Regions from separate parts of the Hordeum vulgare genome. Here region 1 is linked to region 2. Evidence: chromatin contacts called from public Hi-C data. All regions are on one chromosome and are shown on one strand. The core of a region is the stretch at or near the end of the contact, and the rest is flanking DNA. Distances in the headings are between cores, read along the strand shown.

The links. A called contact is a pair of places that touch in the nucleus more often than the background predicts.
Region 1: a contact with region 2 is called in a Hi-C map of leaf, with 2.6 times the contacts expected there. The contact joins the promoter of LOC123445226 here to the enhancer-like site in region 2. A contact is called at or near these places in 3 of 6 Hi-C or Micro-C datasets (leaf and seedling).

What each region holds. Positions count from the first base shown.
Region 1 is chr3H:573,218,407-573,223,588 of MorexV3_pseudomolecules_assembly, forward strand. It overlaps LOC123445226 (stearoyl-[acyl-carrier-protein] 9-desaturase 2, chloroplastic), which reads right to left and starts at 3,524. Exons shown (of 3, transcript XM_045122186.1): 1 at 3,134-3,524; 2 at 301-799. The coding sequence starts at 3,261.
Region 2 is chr3H:573,174,177-573,178,728 of MorexV3_pseudomolecules_assembly, forward strand. No RefSeq gene overlaps it. Among protein-coding and RNA genes, the nearest start is that of LOC123445224, 25 kb to the left of the region's middle. Within about 2 kb of position 2,840, at least 1 of the 3 cell types and tissues checked has open chromatin away from gene starts, as enhancers often do. A contact at or near this core is called in leaf, where this site is marked.

The DNA.
Region 1 (5,182 bases), core at 2,274-4,773, 45 kb after region 2:
GCAAAGAAGTATATGTCAGTTTTTATATACTTCTCTGTGCAGTAGCCAACATGAACAAAAACAGTTCAGAGTGGTCCAAGGTAGATAATCAATTGGAAGATGTCTCAAATTTTCAAAGTATGATTTACTGTCTTAGAGGTGCTCTCAAAAGAACTTCATGGAGGCATCATGTCAGTACATTCCAACTAGCTACAGGTGGGTAAGGTAGAAGCATGAACAATCAAAAGAATATATGTGGTTCAAGAAGATAGGCAGCGAAATTGTGGATAGAAGGATCGAAAAAAGCTGTTAGCAACTTACCATTCCAGAGCCAATAAGATACTGAATTGTCTTCTCAATTTGCCTCATGTCCACTCTCCCAGTGAGGTACAGATACTTGTTTAGGAGGTCACCATGCCTATTCTCCTCAGCAGTCCATGCCCTCGTCCAAACAGCCCAGGCAGTGGGGCTAGCACCTGTTTCATCTCGGACACCATCGAGGGTGTTAAGCATAGTCTGGTATGTAGGAAGAGCTTCCTCGGTAATCATGTCTCCAACCAAACAAACAAGATAATCATCAGGAATTTCCTTGGCACGTTCTCTGAGTTCCTTAACTTCATCGTGAAATCCATCAGATGCTGGATCAGGGAGGAAATCCTGTGGCTGCCAACACTTCTCAACTGGCTTAAGATGCAGCAACAGATTATCTCTAGCCCAACCATCAAGAGACTGGAATATTTCCATCTTCTGAGGTGGCATCGAATGTGTAACCTGGACATGGACCTCCTTTGGAGGAGCAAATGTCTTCTTGCTCTCAACCCTGGAATAGAAAACAAAATAATGTTCAGCAATACCCACTTTATGATAAAAACTCCATCACCTGCTTTAGGAATTTGACAAGACAGAATATTGGAGAAGACATGTGGGGATGTGGTTAACATGATCTTTTCTATTTTACTTTCTACTCGGATTGCAAAGATAAATAACAGTCTTGTACCTATAGAGATGTAAACCAGTCATTTACCTAAATCATGCAGAACATATGCATGGCTACAGTATGCTATGCATGGTACAGCAAAAATGGCTGAAGCACGCACGTAGTTCATACATGTCACAACGATGGAACCCCATTTAACTTCCCCAGAAAATTAACAACCAAACTTTTGTCTTGTTCGATTTAAAAGAATAGCACATATAGGATATAGCTGGGAAAAAACAGAATTGCAGGAGCATATGGAAGGGTAAAAAAGAAGATCATGACATCGAAATTGAAGCGCAGAAGCGATGGAGCTGCCACCCTTAACACCTGCAGTAACATTTTTACAGTGTATAGGAGTGTAACATGATCTAACACTTGGAACATGAGACTTCTAAGCAAAGGTATTTAGTAGATTTATATAGGTTCAGAAAGATAATCCAACAGGTCACCTTTTCTTTCTTTTTTTCAGCTTTTCGAATTAAGTTAATTATGCCTGCAATTTTTTTACATAATGAACAAAGTATGCATGAAAATCATATTGTGCACAAGGCTTTCTAGCCTCTAGAACTTGCATCACTACTGCTTAAATTCAGTTGAATCTGAACCCATGCCACCAAAGATTACACAAGACATGATATCATCATGCAGACCAAGACACAAGTATTATAGATAAAGATATATAGTATTGTTTGGCAATGATGTTAGTTCAGACATGATGCGTTGGAGATGCTAGTATACGTCTATAAATGCAGACAGGTAGTTAGGTTAGTAGCTGATGTTCATTGACCTACAGGCCCATGCTGTATCCCATGCCAACCACGATGTGACCCCCATAATGAACTTATTAATGCAAGGATTCCATCTGCCTCATCAGATAGTATTTCCCTGGTGTCCAAGTCTCAAGCTCTGCATATCACTGTCACTGAAAACAAATCCTGGATGGGAAAGGAACTACTAGATGCAAGCTGTCACACTCACATCGGCTACTCTAATCTCATTGCCACATCTAACTCGGAAAATCTACTCATGGGTGAAAACCAGGTTATCTGTTCCATAACTAAGCAGTACAGAACCTACTTGGATGAACTTCAGATAGCAGAAACAGTGATATCCATGTTCTGCAAGAAACCTCGTCATTTTGAGACTTCCAGTGTGAAAATGTCGAGTATGGGATTTCTAAGAAACATAGGCCAGCATGGAACCATGGGAGCAGGGGGCTTCAGTCAATAGCCCCATGCTCCTTCAGGTGTCATCCTCCCAAGCCCATCCTCCATCAGGTGTCATCCTCCTAAACCCATCCTCCATCAGATGTCATCCTCCTAAGCCCATCCTCCATCAGGTGTCACCATGTATTTAATAACTTTTAAGGAACACGTCAAGCGAGCAGATGAACAACAGAGAGCCGTCATAAAAACAGCAGCAACAACCTAAGACAGCAAGCATCTGGGAAAATTAAATCCCACAGTAGTGAAAACATGGGCCATGGACCACCGGGCGGCCGAATCAGGCCGACAACGATAGTCCACCTCGGTCGGTCTCCGATGCAACGAAGTGGGCAGCTTAATGGTGAATGAGTGAAGGATGATTGCAAGCCGTTGTGATGAATGAAACCGACCTGGGCCAGCCACCGGCCGGCCAGTACCGAAACTGAAGGCAGTTAATGGGGACGACTGCACTGGAGTGGGTACCGCGTCCGTAGCCATTCTGGGACGCGGCAGTGGTGATAATCAAGGGGCAAACGCTCGCGGCACGCAACATACTCTAGTAGAAGGTCCCATCGGGGTAAAGTAAATGTGGAACGGTGGAAGGCAAAACGAACCGTGGGAGCAGGCGGCAGGTCAATCCGCGCAGGGAAACTGGCCAGCGCTCGCAGGAAATTAAATGGAAACAGTTGCGCTGCTGTTCTTCTACTGTGGCGTTTTCGCCTGATCTGCGGAGGAGAGGTTCGGCGGCCATGTGCGGGCGGGACGGGGAAGTCGAATCTGACGACAGATAACGAAGGAGATAACGAGGGAAATGAACGAATTGACAATACTGGAAGGTTGCTCGCGTGGGCGCCTAGAGACGATCCATCCAATCTATGTGTGCACGGAGGAGTGGAGAGGGGCCAACCTCGCCGGTGCCGTTGTACAACTCACTGGAGACGAAGGGGCGGGGGAGAGAGGCGTGGCTTACTTGGCGGAGGCGGAGGCGGAGGAGGCGACGGCGAGGACCCTGAGGCTGCCGGTCCTGCGGGCGGCGCGTCCGGCGGCGGAGAGCGGGGGCGTGACGGCGTGGGGGCGGAGCGCCATCCTGGAGGCCATGGCCGGGGGGGAGCCGAGCGCCGCCGTGGCCGTGGTACGCCGCCGGCGCCGAGGAGCGGATGGGCTGAGATGCGTGTGGTGACGAGGAGCCGAGAGAGAGAGAGAGAGAGAGAGAGAGAGAGAGATGGCGATGCGGTGCGGTGCGGGGGTGTGGCCTCGCCTCGCCTCGCGCGATCTCCACCTCAGGTTTTTGCCCCGCGGCGCGGCGGTGTCTTGGGTTGCGCTGCGATGGGACCGCGGTCGACAGGCGCCACGGGTGCGGACTGCTGGGCCGCCACCCGGCCGCTTACTTATTTATTCCTGGAGCTCCGGTCGTCACGTTTTTACCGATTTGGCCTCGCTCGTCTACAAATTTTTTTCACGCTTCCGGTCGGCGATGGGCAGCTGGCTGGGCCAAGGTTGTTCTTTTCCTCCACGCCGGGGTGGAGTCTAGATCTCCTTTTTCTTAAAGTGGAAGAGAAGTCATCTCGGCTTTTTCTTTCCGGTAAAGGCCGTTTCACTTTCGTTTCTTCAATGTTTGGTATACTGTTACTATGCAATCCAACATCTACTACCTTCGTTATTAGATATAAGTCTTTTAAAATGTTTTATTAAAAAAACTACTTATAAATGTGTACAGATATCATAAACTGATGTATTCTGCTTCGTATGTAGTTCTTTAATGAAATATTAAAAAGACTTGTATTTTGAAGCTGAGAAAGTACAATCCAAACCTCATACAAAAAACATCTGCCATTAAGTCTAGATCACACGGCTGCGTCCTTGACGGTGACACGCGGTCAGTGAGTGGTGGATAAAATACACCGGCATTGGTATACCACGGTCGATTAAACTGAAAACGGTGTGCTGCGAGGACGAAGTCGGTGGGAATATCCAGCGTTGGAGACAACGTCTGTTTTTTAAATAACTACAGTGGTAATTATTATTTTTTTGCGGGGAGGAGCATAGTTGTGTGAAACTTGCACGGGCACAACTGGAATTCCACACACCAGCGGTCTCCCCCGCCGCACGCACGCGCTCTCCTCTGCACTCCACCCTCCATTAATAGTGTAGGAGCGGCGACGCGAACGCCGAGGCTGCTTACGTGCTACGACGTCGGCACGCAGCGACGGACGTGGCCGCACGTCCGCCGCGCCGCCGGGGGCCGTGCGCCAAGTGTGCGGCCGCTGCTGCGTCCCTCCCTCGGGCGAGCGCGGCACAGGTGGAAAGCATATGCTCTGCTGGTGCTGGGGCCTCGGCGTGGCAATCACTGCCGCCCTCACGTGATCCCAAACAAGCAAAAACTAAAGCTAGGACTTGTGCTGGTCGATGATACCGAGGCGCGGGGGAACGGGGAAGGGCAACACGATTCCGTCACGCACGCACCGCCAGCGTCCCGGCCGGTCAGGTGCATGCACGCCTGCGGGCGGTCAAGAGTGCGTGCGTACGTGACCACGATCGTGTCCCGCCGCCCGGCCGTCGCTCCTGCGCGCTGGGCCGACGGGCATGTATTTTTTTCGCCGGTGATGAAAATGTCCCACCCGTGTTCCGGATCCTCGTTTTTCGTTGGTTTGGGTCTAAATTACATCTCACGAAGCCAAGCCAAACCCAACGCACCACGGACGTCTCGGACGCCGGCTGAAACGAAAAGACGCGTGGATCCGCACTGTCGACGAAAACAGTCTAGTTTCCTGACGTTTTTCGTTGTTCCCTCCCTTTTTCTTCCCACCATCCTCCATCTCTCCCACGGCTTCCGCCTTTTTCCACACATCCTCCCACCATGTTGCCGAAGAAGTACGCCGCCCCTCGTCAAGCCACCGATCCCCGGCAAAAGTCGAGGAAGTCGAGGGCGCTGATGCCAAGGCCCCCGGGCTTGACAACGCCTAGTGAAAGGCCGACGTTAATCGTCGGGCGGCAGTCACCAACGACCAACAAAACAGCC
Region 2 (4,552 bases), core at 1,590-4,089:
ATGACATCTTTTGTCCTACTCTTCCGTGGCAGTGGGTCCTATTGGAAACTAAGGGAGCCATCGCCGCGGTGATCGTCTTCATCAACATCACCATCTTCATCGTATTTCTCATCTCTTTTCAGCGGTCCACTCTCCCGCACCCGCTCTAATCCCCTACTTAAACATGGTGTTTCATGCCGTATATTATAATCAATGATGTGTCACCATTCTATGATGTTTGAGTAGATTTATATTGTCATGTGGGTTGATTCATGGTCTTGATTGGTTTGAATGTACTTCCTCCAATCTTTTTTCTTTGCGTCTATCTTTTTTCCATTTTCCCATATAGTCTGCGTGTTCCCTTTTTTCAGTGGTCTTTACCAAATCTGCCCCTAATGTTTTACTCCGCATTACATGCAGCAGCTGCAGTTAATTCATCTCCCTAATTTACTCGCCTCCCATGCGGTTATTGGCCACTTGCCTCTCATGAGCGGAGAGAAAGTTGTTGCATGCAGAGAAATAGGGCGGTGTGCGCGCATGCTGGCATGCAAACCGATCAACTGCATGCACGGTTACAGCAACGCGACTTTTACTCCATGCAAACGGAATCGTTATGATGGTAAATTTGTCCAGAATAAGGTTGGTTGTAATGGATACTATCAATATACTAGTATTATGCATATGATACCACAACCATAATGCATGGTATCATGTGTTACTAGTATCATAGAATGGTTCATTTATTGTCATGAAATACATATAGTAGCACATCATTTAATATGATACGGTATCATGATATAATACTCAACCCTCTCTTTCTTCATTTAATTCTATGTCACCTCATCGAAATTGCCTAGTTGACATGCATGATACTACCTATGATACACCCATTACGGGTAGCCTAAAGTGAGCGCGGTCGTCCTTGGTATGCGGGATTGAAGTTATACGCAGAGAAAACATATCGAAGGGAGTATATTTTATTTTGGTGTTGCCCTATGGTGCCCTTCATTCCACACCCACATGAGGGACTCTCGATGTAGGGTGAAGCTTACAACTGAGTAAGGGGATTGTTGCATATGAGAGTAAAATGGACTTGATGTTTAATGCTATGGTTGGGTTACCTTAATGATTTTTATTAGTTACGGATGCTTGCTAGAGGTTCAATCATAAGTTCATATGATTCAAGTACATAAAGTATGTTAGCTCATGCCTCTCCCTCATATAAAATTGCAAGAATGATTACCGATCTTATTATCAATTGCCTAGGATAATTTTGCACACCATACCATCATTATTCCACACTCACTATTTGTAATATATTCTAACTTTATTTAGGCAGCGACTATTTTCATATTTTTTTTTCTCCATTATACCCACAACGCAGTTTTATTTCTCGTTACTAGATAGAAGAAAACGTTCGATGTATGTAGAGTTGTATTGGTGGCACATAGGACTTGAGAGAATACCGATCTTACCTTTAGCTTCTTGCGGGTTCGACACTTCATACTTATCACTTCCATCTTTGTAAAGTGTTATGATGATTCCTTACACTTGGAGATTATCACACCCCCTTCCCAAACGAGATTGACCTCCCTGACCATGTCGTCCTTGCCGTCGTCGCCTAGCTTTCGGCCTCTTTACCACCCCCGGAGTCCTTACCCATATATAGTCGTTGCATCCACCACCACCCCATTGTGGGCGTTGGTTTAGCTTGTGCCATCACTGGTATAGCGTGCGGCTCGCACCCTACCCAGGGTCATCTCCGCTCGTCGGCACACCGCTTCCACCTCCACGGTCACTTTCCAAGAATGTGGGGTTCGCCAGCCCAGCTGCCTAGACGGGCCAAGGGTTTGGCCCTTCACTTGTCGAGAGTCATCCACGCCCTCCCACAAGGTGTTCGGCAGTTTGCACGTCCGAGACTCGTCCATGCCCGCCGTTTCTAGTGAGGTACGGATTCACATCACTCAAAAGGATCATGGCGGATAGCTCAGAACGAGTTTTTACAACAACTTTGAATGCTCATTATCGCTCGATGATGATAGTGATGTTGTTGTTGCTACACTTCTCGTGGATGCACATTGCGAGGCAACAACTATTGTTCAGGGTACCGATATGTGTCCATGCGCCTGAGTTGAATCATAACAGAGAAAACGGCCGTGCCTACTTTTTGATGATTATTTATATGAGACAAAACCACTATTCCTTGCCAAGCTTTTCCGGCGATGCTTCAGGATGCGGTTGTTTAATGAGAAACCTACAGTTGTGTCTGCTATTTTTCTTCCAATTTATTTGCTATAACTTATATTTATTTGGTTGTAAACTATGTGATTTCTATTTATTTAGTTGTAAACTGTGTGTCTTGTCTGTTTGATAATACACAATGTTTCATTCATTTGTTTATTGGATGTAAATGTATAGAATGTCCAAAATAAGAAAAAATAACAAAAGAACAAATAGAGCGGATCAAATGGGTCGTCCTGTTGGGGTCATGGCTGGAAAAGATGGACTAGGGGCGCACATCTGCCTTCGTGGGTCATTCAAAATTTCATTGTCTGTTTAGGTCGGTCGATTGGAGTCATCTTGAAACAACTGGCCGCTATCTGCATACATTCAGAACATGTATAGCTGTTGTATGAACAGCCAGAAAAGGGAACCTTTTTCTCTAATCCGTACCCATAATGCTAACCATCAAACATGGGAAAGAGCAACTCACCCGACCCAGTTCAAAAGCCATTTCCTTCAGAAACTAGAATACTAGTAGTGACTTAAACGCTCTTATATTTTTTTACACAGCACGCAGGGAGTATCTTATTACGAAAGTGACGAGCTAGCAAGCGATGTCCACGAATTCCCACTCCCGGCCGATCAATTGTTCCAAGTTCCATCCCAGAGTCTTGTCTTTTCTTCTTTTGAGGGGATCTCAGAGGCTTGTCGATGAGGCGTTGTTTCATGGGCAGAGGTCGCTTCTCCCTTTGCTGACAGAAAACGAAGCGAGCCCTGCCTTTTGGTTAGCAAAAGTTTGGTCACCTTCCTTTCAGGTGGCAGTGAGGATCTCCGCATCAGGCAAACTGGGGCCGACTTTTTTTTTTTCCTTTTGAACAGAAGGATTTATTAATAAGGCGTTCACCACACTTTACAAATAGCAGCTTCAGTGGCTAAGCATTCATCTTCTATTTTTAAATAGCTACAACCCACTGGTTATTTTTTCTAAACATGCAAGTATGTCACATGAGCACCTCATACATGCAAGTCATAAATTACATTATTTTTTTATTACTCTATGCGTGCAAGCATCATATCATTAATTCATTTCATGCATGTTACTTTAAGTTACTTTTTGCATTAGATTTTGAATTAATAATATATGTTGATCGCATGTATCATACATATGTAGTTTACATTCACATTTTTATAAGAAATGATATTCCTTTTACTGTATTTTTTCTTTTTTTATACACTTTATATTTCATTTTTATTTATAAGCTTACATTCCTTTTTCATAAGTTATAAATGTTTTTAGCAACTTTCATGATTCTTTTAGCAAGTTTTCCACAACAACGCGTCGGGGCATCATCTAGATCTTGAAGTGAAGCCCGTCATATTTCTTTCATGACACTGTCAACAATCCAGCACACTGCCTTGAACAGAACAAGGCATAACAGAGGATGATGGCTCTCCTCTCCTACCCCCTCCCCTCCCCCCCCCCCCCCCCAAAAAAAAATGTTTTCAACCTAACGGTCAAAATAGATGGAGTTGACTTTGCCGCCAAGTCAGCCCTGACGGATGGGTCGCGCATGTCATATACATGTTTAAGTCATCTAATCTGGCCATTATTTGAAAGTGCTAGTTTTTAGTCACAAGAATAGAAAAAATTGATAGTTTTCGTTCACTTTTTAAAATGTGGTAGTTTAGTAGGACGCAAAACCCTAAAGTGGTAGGTTTTTTTCAATCACTCCTTTTCAGAGCATGGTGATGACACAGAGGGAATGGTGTGTCAGCGCCTTCGATCTGACTCCTCGTTTGTACCTGTAATATGTTGACAGGTATTTTCAGAATCTGCATTTTTGCCGAGAAAAACCCGCTAGCCGGGAACAATGCCAGGCTGACCCATATTTGAGCTGAAAAAACAGTGCTAAGGGCCTGTTATTGTTTTTTTGTTTCTTTTGTTTTTACTAAGGGCCTGTTCAAATGTCTTCCACTCCGTATCTCCACTCCCGGAGTTGGAGGAGCAGCAGGTTTCATGGTACAGAGGGAGTAGTTTTTTTACTTCGCAGATTCTCAGATTTCATGGAGCTGGAGGGAGGCAGGCCTAGTTGAGTTTGGACAAATGCTGCGAATAGCCTGTTTTCAGAGTGGTCACCAGCAGCTCTTGGTAGGGCAGATCTCTCCTCAGCCTGCACAGCGGGCATGGCTGGCTTCTTGTCCAAGCGAACGCGCATCTATACGAGCACCTGAGAAATACTCGTAATATGGTTTACGTCTCGGTAGAGCATTTCGCATACGAAACCGTGCATATTTTGCGCCTACGCCAACTCTCTTTCTTTGGAATGCACCATCAGCGGCACGCGTTTGG